Linked DNA regions of Mus musculus: region 1 is linked to region 2. Evidence: chromatin contacts called from public Hi-C data. All regions are on one chromosome and are shown on one strand. Each heading gives the region's core, a stretch centred on a gene start, on an enhancer-like site or on the middle of the called end of the contact. The rest is flanking DNA. Distances are from core to core; before and after follow the strand shown.

Region 1 (2,700 bases), core at 139-2,638, 230 kb before region 2:
ACCCTGAACTCCTGATCTTCCCACCTCTACCTTCCGAGTGCTGGGACAATTCATGTGTACCATCATCGTGCCTGGCTCTAGTTTACTGGTTCTCAACTTGTGGGTTGTGACTTCCTTGTGGTCCAGTATCAGAAGCCATGCACACCATATATTTATGTCACAATTCATAACACTAACACAATTATAGTTATGAACTAGCAACAGAATCACTTTGTGGTGGTGGTGGTGGTGGATCACCAGAACATTTGGAAGATTGAGAACCACTGGCCTCGTAGATCTAGGAGGCTAACACCGTTTCTGGGCAAATATTGAAGAAAAGACCCTAAAGGGTCATAGGTGAATGCATGGGCAAGGGGAAGGGGAGGCCTGAGGCTAGTGAGCCTAGAAGACTCTGGAACACTATGCCTAGTGACATGCATCTCTTTCTTAAAGATGTTATGCACATGTGTGTATATGTATACATATACGTGCTATATATTATATGTATTATAAACGCAGATGTCTGCTGACTAAAGAGGCCATTGAGGAAGAGTTCCCCGTCTTGCAATCATGCATATGTGTGTATATGTATACATATATGTGCTATATAATATATGTATTATAAATGCAGATGTCTGCTGACTAAAGAGGCCATTGAGGAAGAGTTCCCCATCTTGCAATCATGCATATGTGTGTATATGTATACATATATGTGCTATATAATATATGTATTATAAATGCAGATATCTGCTGACTAAAGAGGCCATTGAGGAAGAGTTCCCCATCTTGTAATCATGCATATGTGTGTATATGTATATACATATATGTGCTATATAATATATGTATTATAAATGCAGATGTTTGCTGACTAAAGGGGCCATTGAGGAAGATTTCCCTCTTTTGCAATCTGCTCCTCTTCTCCCGTCACTTAGAAATTTTCTCAACCACAGTGATCGGCATGTCAGCTGTGATGATTGGCATGTCAGTCAGCTGCGATGCTATGATGCTTGCGAGAACCCAGAATACACGGTGTGAGGAGAGGCCCTTTGCCACGTTTATAATACATACATAATATATACAGGCAGAAAGTTTCAAATGCTCTGGCAGTCGCCACAGAGACAGGTGGCTGCTTTATTGCTACATCCAAATAAATCCAAATAAATCACACCTGTGAGTTCCACCTGAAAGCAACACAACTTAAAAACAATTGGGCGGGAGGGCTTGCTATTACACACGAATTAAATATCCATCTCTCAGTCAGTTTACTAGCACTACAAGGTTGGCAAGAGACTGGCTCAGTGAGAGTGAATCCCAGGGGTGATTTGGTGTCATCAAAACCCACTCAGTCTCATTGCATCAGCTCTGGGCAGACTCCCACAAGCCTGCAGCTGAGGACACTGGAAGACAATAAGCAGTTATTTACTGCTCATGTGCTTATTGGTCAGCTGGAGCTCCCGCCTCGGGTCATGGGGTCTTCCAAGCAACACACAGATGAAAAACCCAGTTGCCAGGACACAGCTCTCGATTTTGCATGTGTTACGCTGACATCTCATGGGTCAAATTAGCCGCGTGGTTACATCCAGTGCTGAGATGATATGGAAGCACACGCCTCCCTCCCACCACCCACCCCATGGAAAGAGGGAGATTGGAAGGAGAGATTAGATCCGAGTCAGTCCGTGGATCTAGGTGTCAAGGTCACTCAGCCTGTAGTCATGGTTATAGAAGATCTGATCTCATGACACCGTTCTAGCTCTCTCTCACACTACTCTTTTCCGTCATGATTAAAAAAAATGTATAAAATCCCTTTTATTTATGTTTGGACACACACACACATGTGGAGGAAGCAGGCTTCGAGGTCTCATACATACTCAAGCTATGTCTAGTGTAACAGTGTTCTGCAGCCTGTAGATCAAGATGTAGAACTCTGAGCTCCTTCTCCAGCACTGTATCTGCCTGCAGGCTGCCATGCTTCCTGCCATAAAGATAATGAACTAAACCTCGGAAACTATAAGCCAACCCCAGTGGAATGTCTTCTTTTATAAGGGTTGCTGTGGTCATTGCTTCTACATGGCAATAAAACCCTAACTGAGACAATATAATATTTTCTACTTCCTTCAATTTTCTTGTAAATTTCATAATGTTGTCTTTTTTATAGTGGAGGAAAATTCCCTTGTGTATACACACCACATTTTTCATTATCTATGCATCAGATGATGGACATTGAAGCTCAATTTCTTAGCTAGTTAATTTCTTTGTGGCCATATAGAATACAAGGAATTATTTCAGTCTTTCTTACTTGCTAAGACTTGGTTTTGCCCTAATATATGACCTATCTTGGAGAAAGTTCCATGGGCTGCTGGAAGAAATGTGTATTCCTCAGTATCTGGATGGAACACTCTGTGAAAATCTGTTAAATTCTTTTTATCTACGAAGTCATTCGATTCAGATATTTCTCTTTTTATACTTGGTCAGGATGACCTGTCAGCTGCCGAGAAGAGCATGAAGGCTACTCATTATTATTGCCCTGAGATTAACATGTGACTCACCTCTAATTTTACTTTGTAAATTAAATTTTATGTGTATGGTTCTTTTGCCAGCATGTATGTCTGTCCATCATGCCTTGTGGGACTGTGAAAGGCAGCCTGTTTTGGTTGAATGAGGCTTGCTCCGGAGACTCAGTAGAAAACTCTACAAGGGACGGAACAGTGAGCCACATTCCCA
Region 2 (2,736 bases), core at 221-2,720:
CGAAAATTTGTTTTATTTCTCAAAGGATTTGAGTATCTTAAAACACATACATTTCATTGAGAACATCAAAAAAATCCTTAAACAGGAAAATAGTAAGTAAATAAAAATTAGAAGTGTAAAGCCGAACTCACAGGCAGAGTTAAGTAGAGAGTTTGGGATACCCATGCCTCTGCGTCTGTTTTCAAACTTCTCATTATAGAAAGGTAAGAGCTAGGGCTAGAGAGATGGCTTAGAGGTTGAGAGCACTGGTGGTTCCTCCGAAGGTTCGGGGCTCAATGCCCAGCAAGCATATGGCGGCTCACAACTGTCTGTAACTCCAGACCCCTGGGATCCGATGCCCTCTTCTGGCCTTCCTGGGCACCGGTAATACATGTGATGGAAAGACATGCATGCAGACAAAACACCTATCCTTTAAAAATAAATATAAAAACTTAACACTCACCTACCCTCCCATACCCCCACACGTGTGCACGCATGCATGCACACACAGGCACATGAGGGTAAGACCTAACACTCTTGAGTTAACTACACTGGATATCTATGGCGTTCACGTTGCCTAGTGAATAGAGGCTTCACTAGGCATTCCAGGGTAATTTTTAACAGGTGGATTATGACACTGGTCAGAAAAGCACAAACCTGCTTTACTTCTTCTTATAACAAGATCTGGCCAGACACAAAATCCAGAGACTGTCAGCGATTTTAGTGAAAACACCAAGTGGGACTCATTAATTTCCTTCTCATCTCTCCCACAGACCGCGTTTGAGAGTTTCCTTTGGAAACCATATTGTGAGGCACTGAGCACATAGGCACACAAACCTTGCGAGGCACGATGCACTCGACTGTATCAGACATTTCTTTGTCAGAAGGACTGGCAGCAAAATGGCTCTGGTGGGAGTCTTACTGGGAACCACCCACGTTCTCCCACATGCCTCTCTGTGGTTCAACCATTCAGCCACCAGGCTTGTGGGTCTCAGGAAACCACCTGCAATCACTCTGGGGGAGAACTCTGTGTCCCTGCTGTGTATCCAGCAGGCAACTGCTTATTATTGTTGTGGATGTCATTATCATTAATTTTGAATGCATTAGGTGGGAGGAGGGGATGAGGAGGAGACTCGTGAGAGGGTGGGGATGATGGTGTGTTGGGGCTGAGGGATGCCAGCTGGAGAGGAGACGCATTTTAAAGAGGATAATTGAGAGGGGAAGAGAGAGAAACAGGGAACCTCACAGAAGAGAAGCAGGTTTGAGTAGTAGAATCAGTGAGAGAAATCAAGGTGACATTTTCATTGTCCTAATGTGACCTGACTGTTCCCGGGTAAATGCCAGCTTGTTCATTTCTGAGAGACTAGAGGAGCAGAAGCAAGAAGACATTCGAGGTCTTTGTCACTCCTCGGTGACTCTGACCTCTGAGACCAGAAGGTAGCCAAGGCCGCTGCAGAACCAAGCCTGCGGGAGGAGGGAGCGGCTCTCTGTGTTGATGACTCATTCTGGCACCAGCTTGACCTTATGGAACTAATTTAGCTGCACTGGGCTGAACCTAGTCATAATTAATAACAGGATATCTGTTTATATATAAGGTCCAAGTGTTACCAACAAAGGAAGTGGCTGGTGGAAAGAGACAAAGGGGAAAATAAGTGTTGGGGTAGTGGTTTCTTGGAGGACATCCTACAAGGCAGGTGGAGGGCTTGTAGATATGTTCATACACAAGTGCAGCCAAAGTGTGCCAATGTTTCCATCCTTATTAGGGACCAGCTCAGAGCCTTTACCATGTAACTCATGTAACTTCTGCACAGGCCTGTGCAGCAGCTGTCATTATCCCCCAGCAGAGGCTGGGAAAATAGCTTGCTTGGTATAAGCTTTAATAAGGTTTGAACTGGGCCGACATGATTTGAATCCGAACATGTTTTGACCTGCAAAGTCACCATAAAATCTTAGTTGCATGTAGAAGAGGTAGCTTGCCTGTGTATTTAAAAGCTAGTTGTCATGACCTTCTAGTGGAGTCATTATCTCTTTATAGGATGTACCTTAGTCCTAAAAATCTCACTGAATCAATTGATCCTTCAGCCTTATAAAACACTAAATGATTTTGTGGTCCGTAGAAAGTGAAAGGAAATGGACTTTGAAAGGAGAGAAAACCTTGATTTTTTATTTTGAGACAGTGTCTCATTTTTTTTTGTAACCAAGTCTGGGAACTCATTATGTTGCCAATGCTAACCTTAAACTCTCTCTCTCTCTCTCTCTCTCTCTCTCTCTGTCTGTCTGTCTGTCTGTCTGTCTGTCTGTCTGTCTTTCTCTATCATTTACCTACTTACCTACCTACCTATTGAAAGAAAGTTTTATGTGCCCAGACTGGCTTTGTTTTTGCTGTATAGTTGAGACTGAGTTTAATTCCCGATTCTCCTGCCTCCACCTCCTCAGAATGAAGAGTACAGGTGTGTACCATCCCCATTGCTTTATGCCGTGCTAGGCATCAAACCCAAGACCTTGTGTGTTGGGGATTGGCTTGGTGATGCTATGTATTCAAATGCTAAATACTGGCCTCTAGAATCTGGGTGCCCACCAGGAAGAGATCCTCAGGTTCGCAAAGTGGTGCTATGGAAACCCTGCTCTCCAGTTGAAAGTTAATTGGTTAATTAAAAGCTAGAGCCTGTGACTGAACCGTAGGGAGAGAAAGGCGGGTGTTGAGGACTGAGTGAGGAGGTCTCAGGAGAGAATAAGAGAAGGGAGGAGACCAAGAGA

What was found. Hi-C and Micro-C count contacts between places; a contact is called where the count stands out from the background.
Region 1: a Hi-C map of uterus shows a contact between it and region 2, with 8 times the contacts expected there. The contact joins two enhancer-like sites. A contact is called at or near these places in 4 of 484 Hi-C or Micro-C datasets (the N1E-115 cell line, liver, nephron progenitors and 1 more).

The regions. Positions count from the first base shown.
Region 1 is chr6:140,380,044-140,382,743 of GRCm38.p6, reverse strand. No RefSeq gene overlaps it. Among named protein-coding and RNA genes, the nearest start is that of Plekha5, 43 kb to the left of the region's middle. Within about 2 kb of position 1,388, at least 13 of the 459 cell types and tissues checked have an H3K27ac peak or open chromatin away from gene starts, as enhancers often do. A contact at or near this core is called in the N1E-115 cell line and uterus, where this site is marked.
Region 2 is chr6:140,146,640-140,149,375 of GRCm38.p6, reverse strand. No RefSeq gene overlaps it. Among named protein-coding and RNA genes, the nearest start is that of Gm30056, 47 kb to the right of the region's middle. Within about 2 kb of position 1,470, at least 46 of the 459 cell types and tissues checked have an H3K27ac peak or open chromatin away from gene starts, as enhancers often do. A contact at or near this core is called in the N1E-115 cell line and uterus, where this site is marked.